Linked DNA regions of Hordeum vulgare: region 1 is linked to region 2. Evidence: chromatin contacts called from public Hi-C data. All regions are on one chromosome and are shown on one strand. Each heading gives the region's core, a stretch centred on a gene start, on an enhancer-like site or on the middle of the called end of the contact. The rest is flanking DNA. Distances are from core to core; before and after follow the strand shown. Region 1 holds the start of LOC123442943 (60S ribosomal protein L18a-like protein). Region 2 holds the start of LOC123442942 (F-box protein At2g05970-like).

Region 1 (3,926 bases), core at 1,378-3,877, 130 kb before region 2:
AAGGTAGATCCATTTGTCCACAATGAAATCCATGGATCCAAATCAACAAAATATCTTCAAATCCAACGAATCCAAGAAATTTTGGTATGACTATTTTTCTGGGGATTTTTTGAAATTAGGTCAAATCAAAACAAAAATTGGCTAGAAAGTGGGGGATGAGACTCCAAGGTGTGAATCAACGTGGCTCATGATACCAATGATACGGGGTTCACCCGTGGTGGTTGATCTTTTCACACTTGGAGGGGGAAAAGGGAGAAAACCAAGAGAAACACACGAACTCAAGAACGATCTATAATCACACATCCACTAGATCCACTCAAACACAAGATGTACATAGATCCAAAGACAAAAAAGGATACACGTAACCGATAGTCTTCCCTACGAGATGGGCCTTGTATCCACGAGGGGATCTTCCCTACAAGAGGGGCCTTGGCATCACTATGGATCTTCTCACATGGAGGACATCTCCATGGGAGGAGGATATTATATGGAGCTAAGCTCAACAAATGTTTGTTAAATCATTAGCTAACCCAAAATGAAGATGGGGGAGGAGTATTTGTAGTACTAGGAGAAATAGAGGGGTACATGGGCTATGGCCCAAGGGCATGTCCGTAGACAGGGCTCGGACATTCGAAAGACGTCGGTCGTCCGGAGGCTCAGCAGGGCTCGGACGTGTGGCACGGTCTGGTCGTCCGAGGACTTTGGATCAGTAGCGACGTTGCCGGATTTCAGGAGCTTGTCGGATGTCCGAGGTTCGGTCATCCGGCGTGGTCCAGATTTTTGAGGTTTTGGTAATGTCTTGGCGAGGTCGGGTGTCCCGGCGGGGTCGGCTGACCGGACGCTGTGGCGTGGGGCCTGGGGAGGCTCTAGGCATCGGTCGCCTGGACGAGCTCGGACGTCCGGACGCTGGGACGGTTCGGACGTCCGACCAGGCTCGGTTGTCCGGCCGCTTGAGTGTTTACCGTCGGCTCGTCATTTTCGCGTTCCTCCGCGATTGGTCCATGGCTTCCTTTTGAGTACGCGAGTATGGGAGAGTCTGTGCTTGAGGCAGTGACCATGTCTTGAGTGGATCAAATGATAGGTGAGCAAGGAGATATGTCACCTCGATTTCAATGGCACATGTACGGGCTCCCGTCATGGGACCACTTAGGGCATCCACAACGTTTAGAGGATGGCTTGCCTCTAAGCTGGGACCCACGTTGGATTATTAGAGTCAGCTTAAGATTACGCAGTGTATGCCAAATGTTCCCTGCCTCTAAGTTGTCGGCTCCTTTCCATCCTCTTGACATGGCACATGCATGCTCTCCTTCTATGACATGTAGGGCCAATGAATTATTTCATTTCATTGAAAGAATTGGAGGCTGCCTCCAAGCGTAGCGTCGATGCTAAACAAATTTAGCTTAGAGGCTGTTCTCACAGTATATAACGTCTGCCTCTATGGCCTTAGAGGTAGCAAAACATCACACTGTGGATGCTCTGATAGCTTGAGGTGTTGGTGATGTATCCATGGAGAAGATCATGGAATGCGCTGTATGAGATTTAGTTTTGAAGATCTCGACGCGAGAAATCCAACGATAAAAATGGTTCGAGATATGGATGCATGTTAAGAGATATAAAAAATTATATAAAAAACGAATCTCCGAAAAAGAAAAACTTCCACGTTGTGACAAATGACGCACATGCAATATAACAGATGTCACAACCATAGTTGATGGGAGTGTCTTTTATAAAAAGTATCCCTTAATTAATGATTTTGCCATATATCAGGTATTTCTAACATCTGAAAAAATATCTGGTGCTACCGGAGCACCTCACATTAGGTGCTTCCGCGCGACCTCGGTCGTCAATCTGAGATCTAATGGATGTGAACCAAAGCGCCATTTCATTAATGTTTGGAAGATTTTTATAAAACATTTATGCTGAATTTATCTTTTTTGTTTCTCGATGTGTATTTTCAGTTTTGATTTGAATTTTTTAGGGATTGTATGTTCATGTGATGTGAACATTCATATTTTTTAGGATTGTACGTTCATGTGATGTGAACATTCATATTTTTTAAGAATTTTTTGAAACATTTACATGTGGATTTTTAAAATTGGAAGCACTTAATGTAAGGTGGTTTCATAGCACCAGATATTCACCCCATTGACCAAAGGGAGACATCAAAACAGGTTCAAAAACCTCTGGTAAAATTTCTCTCTTCCTTTTAATATATACTCCCTCCGTACCTAAATATAAGTTTTTTAAGATATTTCACCAGGTGTCTACATACGAAACAAAATGAGTGAATTTATACCTTAAAATATGTCTACATACATCCGTATGTAGTCCATTAATGAAACTCTTAGAAAGACTTATACTCCCTCCGTCCAGAAATACTTGTCCTAAAAATAGATATAATGGATGTATCTATAACTAAAATAAATCTAGATACATTCATATCTAGTACAAGTATTTCTGGACGAAGGGAGTATTTAGGAACAGAGGGAGTATATGACGTGGTATTTTGACACAAACTGACCTTTTCCTCCCTCTTCCATTGACGACAGCGAACGAGTCGTTATCCGTGTGTTAAAAAGGGCCGCCCTCGTGTCTCCATCCCCTCTTTCACCAACGCGGCACATAGCGTGGCGGTAGGTGCACGAGACCCGCACCGCGCTGCGTGTCCACACACACGCATACGAACAACCGGTTGGACCTCCTCCTCCTCCTCGGCTCCACTTTCCTGCCTCTCCCGGTCTCCCCCTCGTCGCCTCTTCCAGTGCTCTCTACTGCTCGCTCTCCACCCCCACCCCGCTCTCGTCCGGCGTCGTCTCCCCCTTCCACCTCCCTCGCGGTTTGCCCCGCCGGCGGCGACGCGGACCTGCTGGTGCTGGTGCTGGTGCTGGGTCGGTTTCTTCTCTTGCGGGTAAGGAACCCTATCCTGTCCTGACTGAGTGGATTATCTTGTTCGTCTTGCGGTTACCTTCTTCCCTTTGCTGCGTGGCGGCCGGCGACCGAAGCCTGAATCCCCGTCGCGGTAGGTGCCGATTTGTCTGTCTGCTGCGTGGTGGACTGGTTGGTAGGTGCCCTTGCTAATCTAGTCCATCCACCCGTACCTGGTCTGCCTGCCTTAGCCGCTTCTTCTTCTTCAGCGCGCCAGACCGATCTGAGATGGCCCCGTAGCGCGGCCGCAGCTTATTTTGTATGAATTCGTTAGATTTGTTCTACTAACGGGAGTTGGAGTGTTAGAGTTCAGAGCAAGAGGAAATAGCTCAAAATGTTATGCTCTCCTAGTCTCGTCGGAAGCCGTAGTGTTCCTGACTGAGTACCCCTCTTGGATTGACTTCTGTATGCTAATATCTGGAATTCAGACACCTGCTGCTTCTGTATGTTAATATATTTGGAATTTGAGACACCTGCTGGTCACTGCTTTCCTCTTTGCCATGAAAGAGTACTTCCAATTGCTCACAACATCTGTCCCTACCGATTAGACTCATATGCGTGTTTATGCAGAAGAAATTACATTGTGGATATAATTTTCTCTCCGATGCAGCAAGATGACCCCATCCTGACACACTTGCAGGATTTATGTGCCAAGCTGGCTACTGTTCTGTTTTATTCCTCGGATCAGACTTGTTGAACTGATTCCAGCAAGGAGGAATCTGCCAAGCAGCTTGGTGTTAAGTTTGGATCTTCCCTAAACAGCTCTAGATTAAATGGGGGAAGGTAATTGCTTTTTCAACCTTGTATCTATCTTTTGCGTTAAACTTTTGAGATTTGTTTTGCCGCTAGATCGCTTATGTTATGCAGGATCTTTTCGCGTTAAACTTTTGAGATTTGTTTTGCCGCTAGATCGCTTATGTTATGCAGGATCTTTTCGCGTTAACCTTGAGATTTGTTTTGCCGCTAGATCGCTTATGTTATGCAGGATTTTTTGAGTTAAA
Region 2 (4,065 bases), core at 43-2,542:
AAGATTCCCAAGGCCCAAGTCTTCTCGCCGGCTAGGCATCACGTGCCGGCTGGAGGACGAGGCGGCCACCTTTCTGGCCGACCAGGCAACCCCTGCCGGCTAGAATCCAGGCGACATCTCCTTCAGAGCCGGCCTGGTCCCGCCAGACCGGACTGGGGAGGAGGCGGCCACGCTCAAGCCGGCTGGCCAAGCAGGCTAGCCGACCGAGGATCACAAGTCATATCAGATCGTATGTCAGGAAGAGACCTCACGATTAAAGGTAGCTACGCGTCAGCAAAGGTACAAGATCAGGGCGCCCGGCAGGTACGAGCGTCGGCGGCCACGCCGCTGACCTACCCCGGCTCTGATCCATCACCTAGCATAGTGTCGAACCGTCACACTCCCACTCCATTACTGCACTCGGCGTGGGGAACAGTGGAGGCGGTCGTACTACCTGCCCATGAAGAATCTCGCGGGGCGACGCTTGACGTACAACGCGTGCTCAGCGTCAACCTTACGCGAGAGCCTCATTGGCCAGCCGGCGGGTCCCACATGCAATCGGGACCATGCAGCCGGCGGGCCCCTCATCGACAAGACATGACCCTTGTGGGCCCCTGGCCAGCTGGCGAAGCAGCCATCCGGGTCCCACGCTTGTACCCTTTATCCATATTGTAGGACGGTGAGTTCGTCTATAAAACCCCCCGGTCGCCTCCCATGCAAGCAGGCCGATCCTTCACCAGTCATTCAGCACAACACATTCACCAACCACAGAGAGAGAGGCAGAGACGAGCCGGCTGCTCCCCTCTTCCTCCTCCCCACACAGCTCCAGGAGCGACATTGTACTCTGTTCCTATACATCAAACACTCGAGCAGGATTATGGGTATTATCTCTACGGAGAGCCCTGAACCTGGGTACATCGTGCGTCCCATGCGTGTATCAACCTTGTTCCGAGCGTCCACCTTTGTCCCTTCGGTTCTTATCAACTTTAGCCTACATATGACATATGTTGTAAGTATTCATCGACACATTCAAACATATGAACATATACTCATCTTTATAAGGCACACATCCACATCATATCCTATGAAACCTTTTGAAAAACTAAGGCATCACGTCATTTTAAAACGTTTTCTTTCATTGAGCGGATATTACCGAAAAGCCCAAAACAGTTTTCAGAAAAATGAAAGCAAAGTGTCAAAGTTTAGGACTTGATGGCCTCCCTGTTTCAAAAGATCAGCGTGTGGGATATAGCAAAATTATTACAGTGGAAAAACATTTACATAATGTGCCAGGTCATCCCTCCCAGACCGGCGACTCCTTGACGAGAACAACCCCGTCCGAGGAGCCTCCTCCCCCGCCACCATCCCCGCCCCTCGAATCCTCCTCCTCACAGTCCCCACTTCGCCCCGCACTGATCCTGGCGGGGGGCCGTCACGGCTGGCGGCTGCTGCATACGTGCTTCCCCCCACCCCATCCTCGCGACCCTGCACCGACTCGCGCCGCCGCTGCTTGAATCGAGGCCGTCGTCGAACCCTAGCCGCCGCCCGCCCGCCCCTCGATTCCTCTCCCTCCGACATCGACATCGGCGGCGGCGGAACGGAGACGAGATCCAGGCGGCGTCGTGCCGACTGGTACCTCTTCTTATCACGGCGGTGAGCTGAGGTTCCACGTCCTCATGTAGCTCCTATACGCGTGCTGTATCGATCGATTTCAAGTTCCGCCGGGGAGTTCTGCGTTTGATTCGGCGATTGAAGGATCCATCCTAGTTTTTCTTGTTCCGACCGGCGATTTCCGTGGTGTTCTTTTGGCGATTGATGGGCTGCTCCGAGGCCGTCTGGTTCTGATCGGCGACGGGAGGGGGGGGGGGGCGCGTTGATTTTTGGTGGGTTTTGGTAGGGTTTGGGGGCTATAGATTTTATCTTTTTCATTGATTTGATTGATCGTGCGTTGTTGGTGTGATTCCATGGCCCTTCCAACTTCCAAGGGCTGTATAACAAGGATTCTGTTGTTTAACAGAATATATCCTGTGGTCTTTCCAACTTCAAGGGAAGTGCATGAAAATCTGTTCGTTTCTACTCCCTCCGTTAGGACTTTCTAGAGATTTCAATGAGGGACTACTTATGGAGCAAAATGAGTGAATCTACGTTCTAAAGCATGTCTATATATATATCAGTTTGTTGTCTATAGTGGAATCTTTAAAAAGACTTATATTTAGGAATAGAGGGAGTAAGTTCCAAGGATAAGTGCAGTTTTAGGGCCTCTTTGATTCGTAGGATTCTAAAAACGTGGGAATAGGAAAAACATAGGATTGGCATGACATGGCCATCTCAATCCTACATGATTTTGGTTTTGTTTGATTGCATCATGGGAAAAACAAATGATTCTTTTAAAGAGGTTTGAGTGGATGGTAGAAATCCTATGTGAAGTAATACAAAGAAATCCTTAAAAAAAATTTCCTATGGGATTCAATCCTATGAATTTTTCTGAGGATTCTAATCCTTTGAATCAAAGGAGCCCTTAAACATCTCAAAGGAACAGCGTGCCATATTTTCCTATAGTAGTTTGCATCTTAGCTACAAATTTGAATAAACACTGAAGCCCTTGCTTAAATGCCGGAGATCTGATAATTGAGATTGCTGATAGTTAATGCCGCGGTTAATGCGGCGGTCGTACTTACTTATATGTACATATGCATTTGTTTCAGTTATAGTGTCCAGGAAATGTAGTACATGTAGGTCATATGTGGTTGGTGATCTGAGTTTACATTCTGCCGTGCAGCAGCATAAGTTTATATGTAGAGTGGAGGCTTTCTTTACTTTAGAGCTTCCGTGATAAATTATTGAATAGGCACTCTTCCCTGACTCCCTCATGTCTATTCATTTTGTATCTTATGTCTTTACTTGTGCTACAGTGTAACAGGATATGTTGTTCCTTTTCCGCCCATTGAATTCAGTTTATGATGTTTTGATGTCACTGCAGTTGAGTTTGGATCTCTACAGCAGTTGAAGTTATTGTATTAGCATGTCCACGAAGGAAACAAGGTACTATTAATCTATCATCACTTACGAGAATTTTTCGAACTATCGATTTGTGCATTCGCCATTCTGTTAGTTTAACCACATATGAAGTTCTACAGTCACTCAACGTAGTTATGAGGCATTCAAGTTTAGACCCGATCTTGAGATCAGTGGTGTTTAATCTGCTTGATCAGAATGAAGGTCTTAAAGCAGTGTACATACTATTGTTTTCTTCTGTGCTTCTGTTCACAGATTCTGACTTGACCACGTTTATCCTTGAGCTGGTAGTTTAATCAGCATATTGAACTGAACTGTAATACTATTATCTTATCAAGCAGCATTTAATCCTTATCAACATTCTCTGATTGATCTGATTCCCGTCACTGCTATTTCATGTTAGCTATTCTCTGGTGAATGGTCATTGTGAATAGTTTTGGATAGTTGTTTTCGTAAAACTAACCTGTAGGGTATCGTCCAACTTGTTTCACTAAGGATTAAGGTTTTCCCCATTGAACTTGGTTGTCTTATTTTACCCCCCTTTCCATTTATCACAACCCAAGATTAAATGAGCTTAATGGATGTATGTACTGATGTTATCTGTACATATCAGAAACTTCTGACTTGGACATGGCTAGCATGCCTTTGCTGTGAAACTATTTGAACGCTTCCACAAAGATGAAGCAAGAATCTGGTGTCTTTATTAGCATTTATGTCATGATGTACACTGATATGCATAAGTTATATTTTTCAGGCTTAAAGAAGTTAATTCTGTTGGGATGAAAGATTGGGCCAATATTCAGACTGATATTGGTGGTCTAATTATAAAGAAGCTTGGCATTCCTGACTACATCAGATTCCGTGCTGTATGCACCTCATGGAACCATATCTGCAAGGAAGTATCCAACCATCCAAGGGTGGACCCATGGCTGATGCTCCCCGCAAAGCCGCTTGATGGTGCTAAATTTTTTAGCTTACCTGAAAAAAAGAGTCAAACCATCCATATCCCGAGTGTTGCCACGATCTTTGGATCCATGTGGACTCCGGTTGGTTCATCCCATGGTTGGCTTA

Evidence for each region. Hi-C and Micro-C count contacts between places; a contact is called where the count stands out from the background.
Region 1: a Hi-C map of seedling shows a contact between it and region 2, with 3 times the contacts expected there. The contact joins the promoter of LOC123442943 here to the promoter of LOC123442942 in region 2. A contact is called at or near these places in 1 of 6 Hi-C or Micro-C datasets (seedling) and 1 of 1 datasets of contacts at active chromatin or transcription factors (embryo).

What each region holds. Positions count from the first base shown.
Region 1 is chr3H:54,018,395-54,022,320 of MorexV3_pseudomolecules_assembly, reverse strand. It overlaps LOC123442943 (60S ribosomal protein L18a-like protein), which reads left to right and starts at 2,627. Exons shown (of 5, transcript XM_045119137.1): 1 at 2,627-2,908; 2 at 3,566-3,708. The coding sequence starts at 3,699.
Region 2 is chr3H:53,887,846-53,891,910 of MorexV3_pseudomolecules_assembly, reverse strand. It overlaps LOC123442942 (F-box protein At2g05970-like), which reads left to right and starts at 1,292. Exons shown (of 3, transcript XM_045119136.1): 1 at 1,292-1,611; 2 at 2,960-3,021; 3 at 3,749-4,065. The coding sequence starts at 3,002.